Regions from separate parts of the Danio rerio genome. Here region 1 is linked to region 2. Evidence: chromatin contacts called from public HiChIP or PLAC-seq data. All regions are on one chromosome and are shown on one strand. Each heading gives the region's core, a stretch centred on a gene start, on an enhancer-like site or on the middle of the called end of the contact. The rest is flanking DNA. Distances are from core to core; before and after follow the strand shown.

What was found. HiChIP or PLAC-seq counts read pairs in DNA pulled down with a chosen protein or histone mark.
Region 1: an H3K4me3 HiChIP or PLAC-seq map of gastrula embryo shows a contact between it and region 2, with 4 times the contacts expected there. The contact joins the promoter of fam32a here to the promoter of lpla in region 2. A contact is called at or near these places in 3 of 4 datasets of contacts at active chromatin or transcription factors (caudal fin, embryo and gastrula embryo).

What each region holds. Positions count from the first base shown.
Region 1 is chr22:15,437,896-15,442,159 of GRCz12tu, forward strand. It overlaps fam32a (family with sequence similarity 32 member A), which reads left to right and starts at 1,938. Exons shown (of 4, transcript NM_001002203.1): 1 at 1,938-2,018; 2 at 2,199-2,337; 3 at 2,540-2,593; 4 at 2,680-3,159. The coding sequence starts at 1,951. The coding sequence ends at 2,748. It overlaps mrpl54 (mitochondrial ribosomal protein L54), which reads right to left and starts at 1,673. Exons shown (of 3, transcript NM_001346276.1): 1 at 1,489-1,673; 2 at 1,133-1,289; 3 at 670-1,029. The coding sequence starts at 1,606. The coding sequence ends at 897.
Region 2 is chr22:15,338,198-15,342,806 of GRCz12tu, forward strand. It overlaps lpla (lipoprotein lipase a), which reads left to right and starts at 3,040. Exons shown (of 10, transcript NM_131127.1): 1 at 3,040-3,288; 2 at 4,360-4,547. The coding sequence starts at 3,171.

The DNA.
Region 1 (4,264 bases), core at 688-3,187, 99 kb after region 2:
GACATTTAAAGGCTTAACTAGGTTAATGTAATATATATATATATATATACTAGGTTTGGAAAAGTCAGGTTTTAAACCTGCTTCGCGTATATGAAAGATTTTTGTTTAAAGTTTTTTTTTTTATTTACTGTTTTAGTCGTTTTAAATTCTAAAGAAATCTGTCATTCCTTTTAAGTTATTTAGGCTGACATGTTCGTTGCATGTATGGTTTCAAAATATTTTATATGTTTCACAAAATTAAACATATGTGTTCAAAGGGGAAAAGTTCTTGTTTTTTACCCAGAGATTTAAAATATTTATATATATTTCAAAACAATATATTTAAAAACAGTGAAATTTTTTATCCAGGGTTATTATATTGTCAGAATCTTATACCAGCCCATGCCAAATATACATACACACACAGGGGCATAGCAACTGGGGGATACGTCCCCCTCACTTTTAGAGACAGACCATATAGAAACCAGTGGTTACTAATTTTATGAACGTAAACTTTTCAATCTCGTTCAGCTGTTTCTACCCCCCACACTTTTAAAATGTCCGCTACGCCCCTGCACACACAGATTATATATACAAACCTATAGATTTACCACATAGATAAATAAAAATGAAAAATAAACAGACATTATTATGTTTGTATAAATAAGCACAAAAAAACTTTGACATTGCGCATTTATAACATCATAAGAAATGTTATTTATTTCATGTCACTGAACTGATCCGAATGTCAATACAATAGCAATACAAAGAATGACAACAAAACAAACAATAATATGAATACATGATCCTCAGCAACTTGAGAACCGAATCACCAGCAAAAATGTCAATGTCCCCTTTGCCTGCTGGGAAACGATATGTTGATCCAGACCTTACTCTTAATGATTTGTCCAAATCCTCTACATCTTCTTGCCTTTATTCAGTTTATTATGCCTCCAAATGTGTTCCTTCCTTATTCGCCTCCAGTATTCCCAACTGTCTGGTTCCAGTTCATTGAGTTGTTTGACTGGGCCGAGGTTTAACTGAAACAACCTGAATACATGGGGGGACCAAAATGAAACTGTTAATTTCAAGAAAGTTATTATTGTAGCTAACATGACATGCAATAAATGCAAAGTAAAAAACACATTCCTACCATTCTGGATACTCATCCTTGGGTTTAATAGTAGGGTCTTCACCTTGTTTAAAGACATTAACCCCAACTGCATATGTGCAAAGCTTTGCTGGATCCTTGCAGACTTCTGGACCTTTCAGAACCTCCTTTACCATTCCTTTCCCCTTCCCTTTGAATACTAATAAAGACACGAATAATATTTAATAAACATGAATAAAGGAAAATTCAATAAAAAATTAAATATAACGTAAATACAATACAATTTAATACAGCAATAAGTTAAATGTTGTAAAAATTGGTCCTCCAAGGTCAGAAGTTGCAGGCTAATGTTGACATGTGTGAATATAGTATTAAATCTGTACAAAAAGGAAACATACCTGGTTTCTTAGCATAACTACGGGTCTGGACGAGAAACGTGTTACAAAAAAGATTATTATAAGCATTCAGAACAGGCAAGTTTATCCTTTTGAAAGGCTGTAATACAGTATGTGCCATTGTAGCTTTACGTATCCTCCACCATGCTGTCTGAACTGCCCATGAAGGAGAGACGCGTTTCCGGAAGAAGCTAAAACACGCATGCGCACTGCATAAATCCAAAATAAGGCCATGCTTGCTCAATTCTCACATGTGACTGTTTTAATAAAGCTTTTCCAAAGTACATAACACGGGCAGCGTATGAATTTATAACAAACGACTGGTTGGAAAAAGCAACTAAGCAGAAATAAATCGTTGTTTAAGAAACGAGTTTACTCCTGTTCTCTAGAGGGCAGTAAATCCGAGGAAAATTGATAAACAATCCTGTTGGGACGCAAGCTAGTCTGATACAGACAGAAGCTGAAATGTCGGAGTACAAGTCTGTCCAGAAAGGCTCTTTAAAACTGAAAGGGGTTTCTTTACCAAGTAAAAAGTGTGTATTTGTTTATGTTAGTTTTTAATATATCAAAACAACTATTACGATATTTATTTTGGAAATATTTTGTCATTGACTGACACGCCATCTGTTAGCTGTTATGCTAGCTCTGTGTTGTTGATCGACTTAACATCGTTGTTAATGTGATCAATTTTCATGTTGTGTTGTTTTTTTTAGGAAAAAGAAGAAGAATAAGGAAATGAAGCGTTTGGAGGAACAAGTTTTGACCTCTGAAAACGAAGAAGGAACTAAAAAAGCTTATGTTGACAAAAGGACACCAGCACAGATGGCATTCGACAAAATACAAGAGAAAAGGGTGAGTATCTATCTATCTATCTATCTATCTATCTATCTATCTATCTATCTATCTATCTATCTATCTATCTATCTATCTATCTATCTATCTATCTATCTATCTATCTATCTATCTATCTATCTATCTATCTATCGACATTGCTCTTTAGCTTTCTGTGAGATTAACACACTATATTCTATCTTAAATATATTTTTCTCGTTAGCAAATGGAAAGAATCTTGAAGAAAGCCTCCAAAACACACAAGAGAAGAGTTGAGGTAAGCATCAGTATTGAGATTCATGTAAGTAACAAGTGGTTATTTGGTTATTAATGTGTAAATAAGTTATTTTTGTTGTGTTACAGGATTTCAACAGACACCTGGACACACTGACAGAGCATTATGACATTCCTAAAGTCAGCTGGACGAAATAAATATTTGTGGATTTTCAGTTTCATGCTTCAATAGCATATGGGCTTGTTTTTGTTTTCTTGTAATTAGTGCTGCAGCAAAGTCCAGAGTGATTTTAAGTTTTCATTTAAAATTTTAAACCCTTTTGGATGCAGTCAACCTCTTTCTTTCTTTTTCTTTTCTTTTCTTTTTTAACACATTCAAGGTTCAAATGTTTGTGAAAATTACATTTTGTAACTTGTGGTTCAATTATGTATTTATGCTGTTGATTGGCTTTTGTTTATTGCAAGGCTTGACTGCCAAAAAAATAGTCCAAACATGTAAAGTGGCTTCAATTGCAATTTATGACAGAAAATGTTGATTCAAGAGTGATGCTTTGTTACATTTGTGCATGTGACTGTATAAGTTTCCTTAATAAAATTCATTTAAGCCAATTATTTTTAATTCAGAATAATTAAGTAAAGTCTTTAAACAATGGTCTAATAATAACGGAGTAGAATCCTTGCCTTGGGTGTCCAAACTTGGTTCTGAAGGGCCGGTGTCCTGCATATTTTAGTTCCAACCCCAATTAAGCACACCTGAACCAGCTTATCAAGCTCTTTCTAGGTATACTAGAAACTTCTAGGCAGAAGTTGAAGCTTAACTGAGCAGGACACCGGCCATCCAGGACCGAGTTTGGACACCCCTGCCTTAAACGCATCTTCAATATGCTTTGATTTGCATATCAGTTGTCAACTTTAATCTTTAAATATAAATTGTGCAAAATGAAATCACATTTGCTAATTAATAATCAGTAACATGGAGTCAGAATCAGCAATGTTTGGTTCTCAGACTAATGTGGGAACATTATTTTCTGGCTATCAGAACATTTTCTTTCAAAGTATCTTTGTTCTGGGGATGTTACATTTTTGGATTTCAAAAAAAGATCTCGCAGAAATCATCCAAATTTTATTTGATTTCTAAAAAATAACCAAAAGGGAACGCTACGTTCTTGATGCATAAACTCTCAATTTGTAAGTTACAAAAAAACATTTAATTTACCACTGTGATCTGATAATGCGTGCTAGCCTTTTTAACTCATTTAGTGACACTATGGAACAGCCATCTTACTGTGTCTCAAAAAGACACTCAAACCATTTGATCTGCAGTTTTAAATAATTATAACACATTTCAGTGAGAAAGCTGAACAAACAGATAACTTCTAAGACAAGGTAGACTCCCCTGTGTGGGTAGTCAAACAAGAGTGGTAGATACCAGTCTCTTTAAACAGGTCACCATAAACGAACAAACTGTAGAGCAGGTCTCAAATTTTAAGAATTTAGGCACAATTATTGACAATAAACTGAATTTTAATTGTAATGTAGAGGCAGTTTATAAGAAAGAAAGTCAGCGCCTCCATCTCCTTCGCAAGTTGAGAAGTTTAATGCAAGTACACAGACTTTAAACATGGCATATAGATCATTGATAGAGAGCGTTCTCACATAAAATATTGTTTCATGGTTTGGTAACACAACACTTAAACAGAAGAAGAAATTAGCA
Region 2 (4,609 bases), core at 1,790-4,289:
AACTTGCAAATATGCTCAAAAGGATTTGTGAAGAGGTAGCTAACGTGTCTTACTATGAGCTATTAGATATGCCCACACGCACACACATAATGGTAATATTTGCTAGAACCTCTATGTTAAGCTGCTTTGACACAAACTACATTGTAAAATTGCTATAGAAGTAAACATGAACTGAATTGAGTATCTAATATGAAGAGTAGTTGATCAAAACTCTGTTTCGTTGTTGCATTAAAGGTATTTAAATGCACTTTGCGGAGGCAACCACCCAACTCTGCGTCGTGCAATTAAGTGATTCATGGCAATCTGTTGATTATCCCTTACACATACAATGTATTTTACTGTGCTTACGCTAAATTAGTAGTAAAAAAAAGTCATACATATATTTATATACTTAACATTTTTGTAATGCATCAAATGTTGGTGTAGTTCATGTTTGTGCTTTCAGCTAGTATGAAGTGTACTTCAGGTCTTGCATGTATTGTGATGATGTCCAAATTTGTGTTATGCACACTATATGCATACACATATAAACTGAAGTATACTTCAGACTCCAAACACTGACTGAAATGACTTTTTCGCATTGACAAGATGGCGGTGTTGCATTTTTCAGCTCTTGTATCATTTATCGGATCACTTCAGCGACACTTTTACACATGTGTTCTGCATAAACCGCAGTGCCAGAGCGATCACATTCAATTTCATATCTCTGTGAGCAAACTGCCTTGTGTATTTCCAGGCATCAATGATTAAACACGAGTAATCAAATAGTGTAAATGTTTATATGCACTGAGACATGCAAACGTAAGTGTTTGTTTATGAAAAGGCACGTGTGTGTGCTTTTATTTTTAGCACTAATTCCTGAGTACTTCTTAATACAGATAAAGACAATCATAAAGAAATCAGTGTGATAATGCGAGAAGTGCTGCAATACAACATTTCAGAGGTGAGATTGTCTAAATTCTACATCCAATGAGTGCTTTTCTTTCAAAGGCAGGAATTTGCAGAATTTTCTTTGGATTTGTTCTCCAGCCAATGAGACGGCAGGTGGTCAAACACACCCATTGACCGTCTCCCTCAATGGAAGTCACTGATATTTTGTGACTCTCTTTAATTTGCTGCCAAGAGCAGGCTGGGTTTGGCACAAATTATGTTGTTGGTTATCAAGTTGGCAAATAACTGTGTTTTAGTTCTACAGGAAGCACTTTGAGTGAACATAATGTACAATGTTTAAATTTAAAGTAACACTTTATTTTGTTGGGACGCACTGAGCAAACTATGATTTTAGTCTGTGTGCGGGGTTTTATCAGTTGTGATGACCTTGAGTAGACTGTGATGATTGAGAATAACATTTCTGGAGATGATGGACGTCAAGCAGATCTAAAATATACAAAAACTTTTTTTTAATATATATATATAAATCAATAAATAAATAAATGTAATTCACGTTTAAATATATCATACTGCACATGGCCAAACCATTTTGAAAAATATTAATAACACACCTTCATTATTTAAAAAACAATTACATTCAAATAGTAATAAAATGAAGTAGGATAATAAAATTATTAAATTAAATTAAAATAATAATCATTTTGGTTGTACATGCGAGTAATAATAAATGTTTTAATAAAATACTATTTATGCTATTATCTGTACAATTTGATGTTTAATAAAGGGCTGTTATTTGGCATTTTTACTAAACATTTATGACAATTTTTTTTTTCAATGTACTTCAGTTTGTCAGTGTTTTCTGCTTTTTGTTTAGTTGTTTTATTATATTTGAAAGCACATTTTAACCTTTTAGACTTAATTAGTCACAACATTTAAATTTAAAATGTTACAATTGCGATTTCTTTATATGTTTAAACAGTTTGAATAACATTAATTTACATCACGTTTATTTAATGACATTAAATAAATCTGCAAAATGTACCTTAATATATAAATATATATATTGTGACTTTAAATAATTATATATGTATATATATATATATATATATATATATATATATATATATATATATATATATATATATATAAATTAAATCATGACAATTTCTGTTCGTAAAATTGTTATTTGCTTTTAAGCATAGTCGTGTAATGTATTTTTTCAGATTTTTTCAAGGCATTATTTTAATTCTTTATTTATGTAGGCTATGTAGAGAAGATACATTTGCATAATTAATTGATAATAACTAGTTTATAATAATATAAAAATAAAAGTTGACAATTTAACATACATCCTTCATGTGTTTTTCAACAATAAATATCTTAAACAAAAACACATCATGACATTATTAAACAAAAGAAAGACCTTAAGAAATCGATTTGCTTGTAGATTCTCAAATGGGTGTTATTTGGCATTTCTTAAGCATTTATGACATTTACCTTTTTTTTTCAATGTACTTCAGTTTGTCAGTGTTTTCTGCTTTTTGTTTAGTTATTATTTTTGAAGCACATTTTACTCTTTTAGACCTATAAATAATCACAACATTTACATTTAAAATGTAAAATTGCAATTTCTTTAAAACTTAAACAGTTTTATAAGCCTTTTTCAATGCTTTGTTTCAATTGTTTATTTATTTATTGTTTATTAAGTCATATAAAAAGATAACATTACATAGTCCTAATGAAATGTCATTTAAGATTAAAACTATAATTAACTGATCATAATTAGTTTATAATATAAAAATACGATGACAATTTACCATAAATCCATATATCATTTTAGCATAAAAAACATCATAAGAAAGAAAGAAAGAAAGAAAGAAAGAAAGAAAGAAAAAAAGAAAGAAAGAAAAAAAACAAAAAGAAAGACCTTGAGAAATCGATTTGCTTGTAGACTCTCAGGGGCCTCAAAACTTTCAGACTTGTAATTGTAAGTGATGAGTCAGTGTGGGGGTTCCTGGCTTTTTATTGGTCAGATCGCGCCTTACCCCGCCTCTGTTGACCAATAAAATGCCGCTGATTTGCATAAGGTCCCGCACGGTAGGATAAAGACACGCTTGTAGCGGCACCGATTTAAACTTTTGAGGAACTCTGGACACAAGACATCTAAAGCAGCTGCTGCCTCCCAACTGGAATATTAACCTGCTGTAACACTGTTTAAATACCCGGATCTCAACGCCTTTTACATTCAATCCTAACAAGCTGTTGAATCCGTGATCATTATGATGTTTAATAAGGGGAGAGTAAGCAGCGCTTTTTTAATATCTTGGATGTACTTTGTCTACATTTCCTCGGGAATGGAAACTACAATTGACCCAACTGCTGAATCTATCACTTTAAGTAAGTATAAGATTATTTGTTTAAATAAACTTGCGTTTATAAAGTTTAATAAGTGTCCAAAGTTCAACTTAATGGCGAAAATGTGGTTCAGAGAGTCGCATAATTAATCACAATGCACAGAAATAACGGAAAGCGCCCAGAATGAACGCACGAGGCATTATGCACAGCTCATGTTTCATTGACTGCATTTAATTTCACTATCATAAACTCATATAAATATATAAACACTTATTATATAAAATATATAGCAGCACATTATATTGGTGCAAAAAATATAAAGATTTTACAAAACTTTAAAACAAAATATATATATTTTTTTTAATTTAAACATTAATATATTATTGTATAAAAGTGTCATAAAAGTCTAATAATGCTATATAAACATTAAGAGAAACTTTCTATTTAATTGTGTTTTATTTCCATGAATTTTTATTATTAAAATGTAAATGTTTTTTAATAGTTGTTGGTCTCCTTTTGAACACTGTACTTTTCAAATTAGATCATAAAAATGACTATAAACATCTTCAGTTTTTAATCGAATTTGTAGGCTTTTAACAACACAGAAAATAAATGTTATGTCAAAAGTAGATTTTAGATATACTTAAGATATGTGGACATTGTACTTTTTTATATTATCAGTCAAGTAGTAGGAAAAGACTCAAAACTGATGTTAAAAAATGTATATATTTTTTATACCATTGTTTATTCATTTAAACAATGGTTATTGTATAAATAAAAATTATTTATTTAGTTAGTTACTGCAATAATAGCATTAATAAATTGTATTCTTTTTGACATGTCAGAATGGTCGGTTATGGACTCACTGAAACTTTTACAGAAAAATAACTTTGAACATTATCAGTCTGGGAATGGATCCAATCCTTCGTTTGGGAATAATTCTTTGTCTAGAAAAAAAAAAGAGCAAAAGTATAAGCACATGCAAGATAAGCTTCTTTAAAACTAGTAATTAAAAATTTATAAGCAGCTTACGCGAAAAGGCGCTGAATATAATCAACACTTACTGTTTGCTGGCCAGTAGGTTAAACTGATTGTTGATCTGGTTTTGTGAAGGTGACATCATAGGCAATGCCACAGAATGGATGATGGATTTCACTGACATCGAGTCCAAGTTTTCTTTTCGGACCCTCGAAGAACCTGAAGATGACCTGTGCTACATAGTTCCTGGTCAACCCCAATCCATCAAAGACTGTAACTTCAATACAGAAACCAAGACTTTTATAGTTATTCATGGATGGACGGTAAGTGCTGCCTTTTTTTTTTTTTTGTCTGCACTGAATGTGCACTGCAGTCCAAGCAATGA